2 separate regions of the Pan troglodytes genome follow, and region 2 is linked to region 1. Evidence: chromatin contacts called from public HiChIP or PLAC-seq data. All regions are on one chromosome and are shown on one strand. Each heading gives the region's core, a stretch centred on a gene start, on an enhancer-like site or on the middle of the called end of the contact. The rest is flanking DNA. Distances are from core to core; before and after follow the strand shown.

Region 1 (7,078 bases), core at 4,099-6,598:
AGAACCACCTGGGAGACCCTTAGAGGAAGGAGAAGAGGTAGAAGCAGATTAGACTTTCACTTCACTCAGGGCCTGATAACCATACCAGGTCAAGGGGATACCTCATTGCTCCTCTGATTTTAGGGGTCAGAAGTTGGGAGAGGAGCCAAGGGTTGGGAATTCCAGTACATCAAATCTATTGTACCCATCCACCCAGTGAATCGTGGAGTCTGACCAATTCACAAAAGACTTAGATATTGGGGTTGGAGGTAGTGCTTCCACTCAGTAATCCATCTCATCCACACTGCTGAGTAGACTTAGCCAGTGTCCTCCCTGCCTCACCCACAAACCAAGTCAATCAATCAGGTTGACTCCTGCTTATGCTTCCTAACTCAATTTTTCCACCTTTCCTAAACCCCCAGGTGGGTTGGGTGCCCTTCACTGTGCTCCCAAAGAGCTCCATTCTTGCCCATATTGCATAACACAATACCATGTTGTGATTTGTGTCTTATGTCCGTCTCCCCAACCAACAATCCACATTCCTCCCATGGTGTCTGCTGTGGCCAGGTCAAGGCCTCTCACAGAGTAGGCAGATGCTCACGTGCCCACAGGGATTGCCCCAGCAGTGGGAGTGGTCCCTCAGGGGACTGGGCCCAAAAGAACCTCAGGCCTCCTACACAATGGGAACAGATTTGGCCTGGATGGGAACTTTAGACACCAGGCCAGCCTTCTGCCCACTCTATCCTTTGTCCCACGAAGCTGCCAAGGATGGCAGTTCCAGCTGGCAAGTAATAAGAATTTCTTCCTGGAAGGATTCTTGGCTTGAGAACTGCCCTTTACCTCGTCTAGGCTTCTTTGATGCCCTCAAGTTGCTGGAGACATGGGGAATGGGAGGGAGAGGCTGAGTTGGCCCCAGCATTGTTACTGTTTCCCTAAAGCCCTTGTGCCCACTTCTTACCTCCCCTAACTGCACATGGCAGGGATTCCCAAGATCATGGATTTTCCAACCCTGAGTAGAGGTGGGGGACGGGACTGGCCCAACATTTGATGCCAGGAGAGTAACACTGCCTTTGGCCACACATGTCCCAGCCCTAACTCTTGCCTTTCTTGGCTTTAGCTAACCAAGGTAAAGCTTCGGCCCAACAGACTGAAGATGAACAGGCCCATTATCAAGAAGAACTCCAGCCTGGGCAACATGGCAAAACCCTGTCTCTATAAACATTAACGGAGTGTGGTGGCACGTGCCTACAGTCCCAGCTACTCAGGAGGCTGAGGTGGGAGGATCACTTGAGCCTGGGACATCAAAGCTGCAGTGAGCTGTGATTACACTACTGCACTCCAGCCTGGGTGGATAGAGCGAGACCCTATTTGAAGACCCATACTCAGTCCTCATAAATAACGAACTCCAGTTTCACACAGTGGGCCTGACTCTGGCTGGAGGATCCTTGTATCTCTAAAGGCCAAGTCTTCAGAAAACCTCACAGCCCTCAATAGGGCAGAGTCCTTCCCCTAACCCAGGAAACACATACCCAATCGCAGCTACTTTATTTTCGTTTTAATTTTTTGGAAGGATATACACCACATATCCCATGGGCAATAAAGCGCATTCAATGTGTTTATAAGCCAAACAGTCACTTTGTTTAAGCAAACACAAGTACAAAGTAAAATAGAACCACAAAATAATGAACTGCATGTTCATAACATACAAAAATCGCCGCCTACTCAGTAGGTAACTACAACATTCCAACTCCTGAATATATTTATAAATTTACATTTTCAGTTAAAAAAATAGACTTTTGAGAGTTCAGATTTTGTTTTAGATTTTGTTTTCTTACATTCTGGAGAACCGAAGCTCAGCTCAGCCCTCTTCCTTATTTTGCTCCCAAAGCCTCCCCCAAATCATCACTCCCTGCCCCCCTTAAGGCTAGAGGTGAGCATGTCCCTCACAATTGCACATGTCAAGCCATCAGCAAGGCGCATCACACAAAAGGCACCAAGACGTGAAACTTTTTAAACCAAAAGGACGAAGAAAAAACACTTTCAAAAAAAAAAAAAAGAAAAACCAAACCATATTTTGCCACATGTGAGAGTACAGTCAAGCAGTATTTACAAAAAGGTTAACGGAACAACACTCTGACACATGCTCTGAGAATACTGGGACTGCTGTTTCAAAAAAAAAGGTTCAAACTTATTGTCACAGCATCATCACAAAATAGAGGATCACCATTGGTTTGCTTGGCTTTTCTTTTTTTTTTTTTCCCCCAAGTGAGGACCTAACTCCAAATAATACAATAGAATATGCAAATTATCTTCACATCAAGAGTACCCCAAGAAAAACGAAATCCATGGCACAGACACTGTACAAGGGTGCAGGGCAGGGCTCTGAGGGGCCCAAACCCCATTTTGCCAACTCGATTTTCTAGCATTGAAGGGAGCAAGGGGTCAGGCATATGATGGAGATGATACTGAAATGATTTATCCAAAATCCATGCAAATCAAGTTCTTTGTATAGAGGTGAAGAACTTGGACATGGCTGTTTCAGGCAGCTGAAGTCAAAGGGAATAGTAATTGGGGAAGGGGAAGTGGGCAGAAAGGATTGTTGGCCAATAGACCTTCCACTCCAGTAGAGAGGGAGGACTTGGCTCTGAGAAACTCCATCTGACCTAAGAGGAACCCTTCTCTCCTATGGCCATCTCCTCCTCCTGTCCTTTAAGTCTCTTGTGTTTCTTTTTCTCCCTTTTCCCTTTCTTTCCCCTTTCCCTTTAGCAAATTTCAATTGTCCTGGGAGAAAAGGTTGCTGTCATGTCCGAAAGCCCTGTGGAGGCGCTGAAGGAGTTGGTGACAGCTGAGGAAGGGAAGCTGCTGACCTGGGCCGGGAAAGCAGGGGGAACAGAGGAGTACGTGGTGGCCACCGACGGGGAGGGGAAGCCACTGTGCACAGGGGATGGGTAGGTCGAGGAGCCGGGAGAGGAGAAGGAGGTGGGCACAGGGGATGGGTATGAGGTGGTGGCCGGGGATGGATAAGAGGTAGTAACCGGGGACGGGTAAGAGGTAGCAACCGGGGATGGGTAGGAAGAGAGAGAGGAGGTGGCCGAAGAGGCCACAACACTTTTGTCTGCTTTCTTGTCCTTCTGCCGCAAGTGGATCTTGGTATGCCTCTTGCGTTCATCGCTCCTGGCAAACTTTCTCCCACAGATGTCGCAGGCGAAGGGCTTTTCGCCTGTGTGGGTGCGGATGTGGGTGGTGAGGTGGTCGCTGCGGCTGAAGTTGCGCATGCAGATGCGGCACTGGAAGGGCTTCTGGCCTGTGTGGATGCGGATGTGGCGGGTGAGCTCGTCGGAGCGGGAGAAGCGGCGATCACAGGACTCCACTGGGCAAGCGTAAGGGCGTTCGTGGGGGGGCGTCTTGCTGGGCCGATTGGGGTACTTGCGCATGCGGCTGGGTTTGATGAGCTGGGACTGGTAGCTGGTATTGAGGGCCTTCAGGTCCTGGGAGCCCGACTGAGTGGCAAAGGCCTTGATAGTAGACAGAGGGGTTAGCGAAGGCTGCTGGGTGCGGCTCTCCAGGCCCTGGAAGGGCTTCTGGTCTGGGGTGCCCAGGCCCAGATCCCCCTGCTGCTGTGGAAACAGGTAGTCGGGGATCATGGGAACCTGGAAGCCACCCTTGGCGGCAGGGTAGGCAGGAGGGGGGTACTGGAGCGCTGTCCCTGCCGAGCCCGGGAAGGCCTGGCTTTGTGGCTCAGGGAAAATGTCAGTGTTCGGCGTGGGGAAGGTGGGTGCCGCTGAGTAAATGGGACTGCTGTCGTTGGATGGCACTGCGCAGCTCAGGGGTGGGCTCTGGGAGGCGGAGGAGGAGGAGGCCGCTGGAGATGGTGCTGAGGACGAGGAGGCCGGTGGGTTGGTCATGCTCACTAGGCCACTGACCAAGCTGAAGAGGGGCTCGGGCCACAAGGTGTTGCCACTGTTGGGTGCAGGCTCCAGGGAAAAGCGGCCAGTATAGGTGATGGGGGGCAGTCGAGTGGTTTGGCTGGGGTAACTGGTCTCCACCAGCACCTTCTCGTTGTTCAGAGAGATGTCAGGAAAAGACTCTGGCAGGAGAGAGAGAAGCGGGAGGCCTGGTTACTGGAAAGCAATCACTGGAGGACGAGGATGACCCGAGCTGCCAGGCAAGAGACCAGGCCGGCTACCATTGACTCCCGAGGTAGTTAATAATTGATAGCAGCACATTGCAATGTTCCTGGACCCGCACCAGTGGCAGAGCCCATTTCAACAACAGCTGACGCAAATACGGAGAATCCCCCTCCACTGCAGCTCGCAGCGCTCCGCAGCGGCGGCTGTGCGGGCGAGGGATTCCCGCCAGCACCCCCACGGCCGCGGCTAGTGCGCGCCCCCAAACCCGGGCTGCCGGGACATCCACGGCCAAGGATCACGGTCCTTCCTTGGGGACAGGCGGCAAGCAAGGCAAGGCAAGTCTTACTGGAGGTGGGGGGCGCAGCCCCGCTCATCAAAACAAGCCCTCCCCCTCCACCCACCCACGCAGCTCCAGAGCTCTCCATCCAAAACAAAAGCTCGGTCCTCTGCGCTCCGCTAGGGATGAGGGCAGGGGGTGGGCTGTGTGGGGTTCCTTGGCATCCCTCTAACACATGACTCTGGGGATGCGAGGAATGAAAGGGAAACCCGGCTCTCATTCTAAGATCCAGGAGCACTCCTGCGGTGAAGGACAGGACGCCAGGATGGTGGCGAAAGGGTTCCCCCTCGGCGTAGGCCACTGCTTACCTGCGGTCAGGTGCTCGTAGGGCTGCTCGCCCGTGTCCGCCTGAGGGTTGAAGGTGCTGCTGCTGCTGCTGCTGCTGTTGCTGCCGCCCCCGCCGCCTCCACCGCCCCCGCTGCTGCTGCTGCTGCTGTTGCTGCCGCTGCCCTCTGGGGCCCCGGCGGCGCCGAGGAACTGGGGAGCCCCGTTGCTCAGCAGCATCATCTCCTCCAGCTTAGGGTAGTTGTCCATGGTGGGCGAGTGAGGAAAGGATCCGAACGGGTCAGAGATCTGCAGCGGGGACATCAGCTGCATCTCGGCCTTGGCCGCGGCCATCCTGGACGAGCAGGCTGGAGAGCTGGTGTCGGGGCGGGGGGGCGCAGCCCGGGGCTGGAGCTGCAGGGGACACAGTTGCGGGGGCCTGGCCGGGTTACATGCGGGGCGCGGGGAACACTGAGAAGCGCGCAGGCGGCGACCCCGACTCGCTCTGGGCGCGGGCGGGCGTGGACGCGCCGCGGCTGCGGAGGCTGGGGCAGGGGCCGGTCCTGCGGCGGCGGAAGCTGGCTGCGGCGGCGGATGGCGGCGGCGGCTCCCCAAGTTCTGCGCGCTGGGATCTCTCGCGACTCCCCGGATCCGCCTCTATTTGAAGGGTCTGGAACCGCACGGGCCCGCCTCCGTCGTGACGTACATGGCCATATATGGGAAGCAGGAAGCCCTAATATGGCAGGACCGGCCGGGAGGACCCGGAGTGACGTGAAGCCCCCCATCCGACAGCGCCCGGCACCTCCATCCTGCACCCTAGGGCCCGCGCCCGCGCCCGCATCCCAGGCGCCCAGGCTTCGGGGAAGCCTAGAACTCTAGCCGCCGCCGGGGCCTCCGGGACCCGCGCAGCTCCGGAGTTCCCGCGTTGCCCCCGCCCCTCCCTCCGCCTTCTTCCCTCCTCCCAGAGCCGGAAGCGGCCGGGCCATATCGGGCCACTCCAAATAAGGCGCTGCCCAAATAAGGGTTGTTCCGGCGGGGGATCCTTCCTGCGCCTTATATGGCATTTCCGGGTCGCAGCTGGTTGCTCCCTCGCTCCCTCCCTCCTCCCTGGTTCCAAGCCGGGAGCCCGAGCGCTCGCGGGATCCGGGGACGCCCAGGCGGGGAGGGCTCGTGGCGTGTGGCGCTGGGCGCGCGGCTGCTCAGGCGGCTCCTAGGCGTGAACTAGGCTGGGGAAGCCCAGACCCAGAGCGGGGGCGAGGGCGAGTCGGGCCGGGGTTCTATCGCTGTCATCCAGGGCCCGCCCGCCCACCTCAGGGACCGTGAGAGCGAGCCGGGAGTGCGGGGGAGGAGCGGCTGGGCCCGCCTGGGCAGGGGCCGCCCAGGAGAGGCGGGGCCTTGACCCCGGGCCTCGACCTATGGCACGGTGTCTTTCCGGGTGTCGCTGGGAAACTGAGGATAGGAAGTCACGGCCACTTGGTTCTTGGGACACTGTATAGCAGTGAGCTGCCTTGCCTCTGCCACCTGTCGGTGGGATGGGGCTGCTGGTGCCTGGGGTCCCCTGTGCTCCCCCGGAACCGAAAGGCTGTTCCCTAGTCCCCGCCGGCAAAGAGCCCACCTTTGGGGGACCGAAGTGGGGAAGCTGATTGCCCCAAGAGAGACCTGATTCCTGTTCTCACCAGGAGATAATGGTCCTTGTGGTGAGGGATCACTTTCCCCCCTTTATCCAGTCCAGGTGGAGGGCCGGCCCACACTGCGGGAATCCAAAAGGGGGGCTTCCCTATGGGCTATCTGGGGACCCCGGGCTGGGCGCGAAGAGAGGACCGGCTTGGCGGCTCGGTGCTGCCCCCTGGAGGTTCCCTCTCCACTCCCAGCCCCGGACTCCGGCCGCGCGGGCTCTTCCGCCGCCTCCTCGCTCCCCCTCCCGGATGCGGCGCTGGGCGCGGAGCCAGGCCGGGGGAGCCTTCGACGCAGTGAGCACGAACTGAGCAGGCGCTGCAGCCCGGGCTCCCCCTGCAGTCCCTGGGGAGCCGTCACTGCCGAGGCGCCCAGACTCCGGGATAACACTCCTCACCCCGAGCCTGGCCAAGGCGAGGGGGAGAAGGAAGCAGGGGGTGGGTGGTGGCGGGGGAGAACGATTCCCGCAGGTCTCCCTGGGGCCGAACGCGAACAGGGAAGCCCTCCCCGCCCCCACGACGCAGTCAATTGCGCACCCCAAAGGGAACAGGGATTCCGGGAAGGGAAGGCTCCTCCTGCTGTAGCTCTGAATCCAGAGGAGGTGCTGTTTTTTCTGGATTTAAAAAGAAAGCAGAAAGAGAATGTGGGGAAGGAGGGTGCTTGACGACACCGAGAGGGAAGGGAGGAGGTGAGG
Region 2 (7,291 bases), core at 1,891-4,390, 860 kb before region 1:
TTTAACCTGAGTCTCGGTTTCCTCATCTGTTGCATGGGAATTAATAATAGTACCTAGTTAGAGAACCTGGCACATAACAATTGGCATTAACTATCTCGGTGATTAAATATTTAGGGCAGTTAAAGGTCTCTAGACCAAGGGACAAGGTAAAAATTAGAGATCTTAAATCTACAGAGGTGAAACAATGTCACAGGAAAACCCCAAAGTCTACCCTAATCTCAACTGTAGTGTAACAAGGGTAATTAGGTGAGAGCAAGAATGGGTCATCCTAACTGATAAAAGCTCAAGTACATTAGAAATGCCACCCAAATTTATACAAACTGATATAAGAAGCAGAGGCTATTCAAATTCTCCAAACGTGTGCCCATCCAATATGGTGGCCATCGGCTACACAGATCTATTTGATTAAAATTTAGTTCTTCATTTACACTAGCCACATCTCAAGTGCTCATAACCACACACAGTACCTACATCATTGGACAGCACCACTCTAAACAATGAAAAAATTAAGAAAAAAGGGAGTTTTTTGGAACTGAACCTTAGCCTATATCAAATGCAAACTATTCATGCACCTGTGCAACAGGTGGTCTAGATCACAAAGGCAATGACTTGGACAACTTTAATCTTAGACCACAGTCAGAAGACGTAGGTTCAAATCCCAGCTATGCTACATAGCCACCTTAAAGTACCCTAGACCTGTCACTAAATCACACAGCACCACATAATGGTTAAGAGCATAGAATCTCTGGACTATCTGGATTTGAATTCCGACTATCATAGCTCTGTGACATTGGGAAAGTTACTTCACATCTCATTTGTCATCTTCATTTTACAGTAGGGCCTACCTTCTAGCTATGTTGTGGATCAAATTAGTTAATATTTGTAAAGGCAATGAGAACAATGCCTGGCATTATTGTTATATAAATATTTGCTAAATAAAAATAATCTTTCAGGCTTCTATTTCTTTAATTCCCAAATGGGCAAGATAAAACTTGCTCTGTTGGGAGGCCGACGGGGGCGGATCACAAAGTCAGGAGATCGAGACCATCCTGGCTAACACGGTGAAACCCTGTCTCTACTAAAAATACAAAAAATTAGCCAGGCGTGGTGGCAAGCGCCTGTAGTCCCAGCTACTAGGGAGGCGGAGGCAGGAGAATCGCTTGAACCCGGGGAGGCGGAGGTTGCAGTGAGCCAATTGCACCACTGCACTCCAGCACTCCAGCCTGGCGACAGAGTGAGACTCCATCTCAAAAAAAAAAAAAAAAAAAAAAAACTTGCTCTGCCCATTTCACGTTTCATGATAATGAATGACAATAGGATGTAAATTACAAGAAAATGTTTTAAAAGCACGAAAGGTTATTAGATTACAAGTGGGCAGAGGTCTTGCCTTCCACATTCTTTAATCTCCCACAGTATCAACCAAATTGCTGTGCTAAGTGTTCAAGTTTTTCACTAAAACTGGAGCATCACACTCTAGAGTCATAAAGTGATAAACCTGAATAAAGTGCAGAGTGCTTATTTAAGGAAAAGCCTGCTATAAACTCATTCTGACCAAAAGAGGGTGAAATTACCTACCTCAATTTGAGTTCCTAAGGAGCAACGTGCACAGCCTTGAATCATTAGAGGAAATCTCCATTCCCTAACCTCCATCCCTTAAAGAAACACAAGTGGGTTCTATAGTTCTTGTCAAGTTACCTATCCTGTGATTTTGTGTGTGTGTGGAAAAGTTTTATTCAAGTTCACAACTGACAAGTAGTATAAACAGACTAATTTTCCCCAAATATCCTGTCTTTCACTAACTGGAAACAGAATCACAAAAGCGAATAGTGGAGTCTCATTAAAAATTATTGTAGAGAACTTTTACTTATTGCAAACACAACCTACGCCAGAAGAAATTTCAAAAGCGACTTAATGAAAATATAAACCAACACCTGATCTAACTGCGCTAATGAAATTTGTGAAAAAACAATGCCACCACGTTCCAACATTAGCCAGCACACCCAACATGAACATCTACTTTCCGTTGAAATAAACGTCAAAGGCTGTCAGCTGCTACACCTTCCAAGGCAAATTGGAAGCCAAATTCTTTCTAGAGTTTGGGGTTTTTATGAGTTGATACGTGTGCCAAATCAGGGAAAAAAGAAACAAAAGGAAGCAGGTAAGACCCCTTTTAGGAGTCCCTAAAAAATATCACTGCTGGCTGCTGCAACAAATGTTTTGAAGACCTAAGTTCACCACAAGCCTTATTTATTTCTGGTGGCGATGGTGGGGAAGGAGGAGAGTAAGCACAGAAAATTATTAAAAGGTAAGAGGACCTTAAAGTTCATCTAACTCAACGCCCTCCTAGGGTAAGGGTTCCCAGTACCCCAAAGGTTCTTTTTTCCAGGGCATGAGCCGCAATACAACCAAAAATAAGGGGTAGCGATGGCGAAGAAACGGGAGAAAGACGATCTTCTGATCAGGCCGGTCGACGGTTGCAGCGTTCCCCCAGGACGCCAAGAGCCCGCCAGTCCCTCCGCCCCTCTCTCCCCAAACCCCAGCCTCTGCTGAGGCGCGCACGCGCAGCAAGTAGGGGCTGCGCGTGGCGACGCGCAGGCGTAAAGCGGGTAGAAACAATAAGCTTTGTTGCCGAGGCGGTGGGAGGGGGGGCAGGGGAAAGGGTACCCGGCGGAGGGATAAAGGACCGGGAGAATGGGGAACAGGAGAAAGCGCTATCCCGGCAACCCTCGCGCCACTGAGGACCCGGATAGAGAGCTGCGAGATCCAAATCATTAATAATGACAATGAAAAAAAAAAGCGACGGCCATGTCTCGGAGAAGACAGAGACGAAGTCGGCCCAAGCTCATCCCTCAGACTTGGTGGAAAGAGGCAATGAACAACGGAGGCCGCAATGGACTCGGTGGCCAACCACCCAGGGAACCCTTTAGGCCCCTCTGCCGTCGCCGACTTGCTGTCCCTCGACCTCCGCACCCCTGTCGCCACTCTGCCCGAGAGGACCCCTCACCCAATGCACAGCAGCGGGGACGGCAGCCAACGAATCCTGTCGGCCTCCGCGGATCTCCACAGGCAGCGCCGCTCCCCCGCTCGACGTGCGCTTCGCCCGCCGCCTCCCTTCTCCAGTCCAAACAAACACCCCAGCCCGGAAGTGACTTCACTTCCGTCGCCGCCAACCCCGCCCTCTTGTTCTGTCAGCTCTGCCCTCCGAAGCCACTAGAGAGCGCGCGCGAGAACGCGCGACCCCGAAGTCTGTCTCCAAGGCTGCACACGTGTGCACGCGCAGCAGCCTTTCCAGCGCGCCCCTACGGCCGGCTGCCGGGTGTAGCAGGAACGCTGTCGCACGTTCTCTCTGGGAGGCAGGAATGGGGGCGTACCACTGTTCCCACACCCGCCCATCTTCCGAGAATGATGATATGCAATGAGTGAGGCAGCTGGGGACTGAAGAGCACCCTGACAAGATACACAGGCGTGGACTTTTACAGACATCACACACCCCCCCAAAAACGTAATATTTAGGTAATGACATAGCACACACATACCCATACACACCCCAAGAATGATACACAATGTCACACAAACAGCGACATGCACCGAGTCACGTCAAGATCCTGACACAGAAAAATAATAAACTAAGGGAAATCACAGAGGCGTACTAAATGATACGCAAACATCCGCACTCAGACACGTGCAGGCACAAAAACACACTTTTTGAAGCTGGATGCAAACGCAAAATACAAATACATGTGCAACTTCTTTGTGGCTAAAGGAGGAAATGCCCTGTCCACACAGGATAGAAGAGTGTGACCTCCGGGTTCAAGAATTTTGTAGTCCGTGATCCTGGGTGCACTGGCCCCATAGTTATTCTTACCCATGCTTCCTTCCTGTCATCGTTGACAAGCCCCAAGATATATTTCTAGTGACACTAAGCAATGTAAAGAAGAGAGTATGTTTTTGTTTTTTTGTTTTGTTTTGTTTTTTTGAGGCGGAGTCTGGCTCTCTTGCCCAGGCTGGAGTGCAGTGGCGCCATCTTGGCTCACTGCAACCTCTGCCTCCCGGGTTCAAGAGATTCTCCTGCCACAGCCTCCCAAGTAGCTGGGACTACAGGCGCAGCACGCCAGGACACCCGGCCAATTTTTGTACTTTTAGTAGAGATAGGGGTTTCACCGTGTTGGCCAGGATGGTCTCGATCTCCTGACCTCGTGATCCACCCGCCTCCGCCTCTCAAAGTGCTAGGATTACAGGTGTGAGCCACCGCACCCGGCCGAGAGTATGTGTTTTACAAATCTGGATGTTCAAATCTGTAGATACTATCTTTGAAAAAGGGACACAAACTAATTTCTTCCCTTTGGAGAGGGAAAATGACCGACTAGGAAATGGGTGCAAATAACTATCTTTTTCTCCTGAAAATTTTGAATCTTTTAAAAACTATATGCTTGTAGTATTTACTAAGACAAAAAATTCCCTCCATGGGAAGGCTTGAATTTAGAAACCAGGTTGTTCCTCTTCAGAGCTATTTCATTCACTGAATACTCTTCTGGGCCAATCCAAAGCCCCAAAGAAATGAATGCAGATAGTTCTGCCCTAGCTCCTGGGTCAACCACCTTGGCAGCACTTACAGATCTATATTCTAAACTGTGAAGATAAGCTATCAATCTGAGGCTGGAGGAAGTCTGAACATAACAAAATAGGTATTTATATAGTCTGAGATGACTCAGACTCTCTTTTTAAGACACAGTCTTCCATCACCCAGGTTGGAGTGCAGTGGCATGATCACGGCTCACTACAGCCGCAACCTCCCTGGCTCAAGCAATCCTCAAACCTCAGCTTGCAAAGTAGCTGAGACCACAGGTGTGTACCACCATGCCTGGCTAATTTTTGAATTTTTTGTAGAAATGAGGTTTTGCCACATTGCCCAGGCTGGTCTTGAACTCCTGGGCTCAAATGATCTGCCTGCTTCAGCTTCCCAAGGTGCTGGGATTACAGCCGTGAGCCACAGGGCCTGGCCTAACCCAGACTCTCTTAAAAGGTAAGCATGAGGCCAGGTGCGGTGGCTCACACCTGTAATCCCAGCACTTTGGGAGGCTGAGGCGGGCAGATCATGAGGTCAGGTGTTTGAGACCAGCCTGGCCAACATGGTGAAATCCTATCTCTAATAAAAATACAAAAATTAGCCGGATGTGGTGGCACATGCCTGTAGTCTCAGCTACCCAAGAGGCTGAGGCAGGAGAATCGCTTGAACCCGGGAGGAGGAGGTTGTGGTGAGCCCAGAGCATGCCATTGCATTCCAGCCTGGGTGACAGAGTGAGACTCTGTCTTAAAACAAACAAACAAATAAACAAAAAGGTAAACATGAGATAATTGAATTTGTTATTTAGTAACACAAGCCACTTAACTGGTTATAATGGTAATAAAAAATATTTGATAAATCATGTGGAACACTCAAAGGCCAATGCTGTTTTTCCCACACAAAGGGGTTAAGATCTCAATTTCCAGATCGCACTGAGAGTTCACCACAGTGGCTAAGCGTCAGGGGCCCAGTATTTCCTTGGCATTCTCTAGACATAAGGACATGCAATGCTCTGCTCACATGCAAAATAAACTTCAATGTAGCAATATTATACTTGGATAGTGATGGTGATGATCTATACATGGAAAACAAAATAATGAAGGCTAACAAGTTTGCTAATGGTAAGGAGAGACACTGCAATGGGACCAACAGAGAGATCCAGTTTTAAAACACTGCAAAAATTTACCTATCTGGTTCACATAGTAACCATCTTAAGATGGAGGTTGAAGTAGAAATCAGAAGGCCCAGGATGGCTATGAGTAGGCCCCCACTGTAAATTACCACCTTCCTACAGACCCCTCATTTCTCAACAATAATGTAAAAAGTATGTACCTTTTTACCCAAACATTCCAAATATAGGAATCTACCCAAATGGACAGATGTAAAGAGAGACATGTAAGAATATTTATAGCCTGGTTATAAAACCCAAAAGATCAAAATGCCTATCAACAGGAAATTGGTTAAATGAATAATGATGCATTAAAATAGTTATTTAAAATATGTATATTCATTGATATAGAATATATCAATGCTTTTTAAAAGAGCAGGTTGCAAAACAGCATGTTTGTAAAATCGTTCAAAATTTTATATGTAAACAGGCACGAGTAGGTATAAATGCCAAGTATCTGATAGAATGGTCATCAAAATGTTAATAGCAGTATTTCCGGGTGGTCAGATTTCTTTTTTTTTTTTTTTTTTTTGAGATGGAGTCTCGCTCTGTAGCCCAGGCTGGAGTGCAGTGGCACGATCTCGGCTCACTGCAACCTCTGCTTCCCAGGTCCCAGTTCAAGCGATTCTCCTGCCTCAGCCTCCCAAGTAGCTGAGATTACAGGCGCGCACCACCATGCCCAGCTAATTTTTGTATTTTTAGTAGAGACGGGGTTTCACCATGTTGGCAAGGCTTGAACTCCTGACCTCTTGATCCGCCTGCCTCGGCCCCCCAAGGTGCTGGGATTACATGCGTGAGCCACCGTGCCCGGCCTTCCTGGTGGACAGATTTCAAAGGAGTCAATATTTTCTGAATTTTAAAAATATTGTCTAAATTCTCTAGGAAAGCTTGAATTGCATATTGCATTTATAAACAAGAAAACACACCCCCCCAAAATGAACTCTTACATAGGTTCCTATAGTGCTTCAGTAATGGTTCCTATGCTCCTTTGTATCAAGGTAGGCAGAGAATGTAGCTAGCTAGAGTGGGTACGTAGGGTTGAGTAAGGGCCTAACACTGCAGGGTAAGCAAAGGTCCCTGCTCTGAATGAGAAGGTGAGGGGATCAAGTATTATTCAACTTTTAAAATGCCTACTTATGCCTGCACTGATCTAGGCACTAAGGATACACAGACAGTAAGTGGTGGGTTTTCCTAAAAAAGTTGTTTAGTGAAGTTTAAAACTCACCTGGCCTTAAAGAGCCAAACTTGGCCAGGCGCGGTGGCTCACGCTTGTAATCTCAGCACTTTGGGAGGCCGAGGCAGGTGGATCACGAGGTCAAGAGATTGAGACCATCCTGGCTAATACAGTGAAACCCAGTTTCTACTAAAAATACAAAAAATTAGCCAGGTGTGGTGGCATGCACCTGTTACCTTAGCTACTCAGGAGGCTGAGGCAGGAGAATCGCTTGAACCTAGGAGGCAGAGGTTGCAGTGAGCTGAGATCTCGCCACTGCACTCCAGCCTGGGTGACAGAGCGACACTCCGTCTCAAAAAAAAAAAAAAAAAGTAAAATATTCTTC

Evidence for each region. HiChIP or PLAC-seq counts read pairs in DNA pulled down with a chosen protein or histone mark.
Region 2: an H3K4me3 HiChIP or PLAC-seq map of stem cell-derived excitatory neurons shows a contact between it and region 1, with 5 times the contacts expected there. The contact joins the promoter of PAIP2 here to the promoter of EGR1 in region 1. A contact is called at or near these places in 1 of 7 Hi-C or Micro-C datasets (stem cell-derived neural progenitor cells) and 1 of 1 datasets of contacts at active chromatin or transcription factors (stem cell-derived excitatory neurons).

What each region holds. Positions count from the first base shown.
Region 1 is chr4:136,192,912-136,199,989 of NHGRI_mPanTro3-v2.0_pri, reverse strand. EGR1 (early growth response 1) reads right to left here and starts at 5,348. Exons shown (of 2, transcript XM_009449740.5): 1 at 4,755-5,348; 2 at 1,520-4,066. The coding sequence starts at 5,064. The coding sequence ends at 2,742.
Region 2 is chr4:137,055,356-137,062,646 of NHGRI_mPanTro3-v2.0_pri, reverse strand. PAIP2 (poly(A) binding protein interacting protein 2) reads right to left here and starts at 3,140. Exons shown (of 4, transcript XM_517964.8): 1 at 3,005-3,140.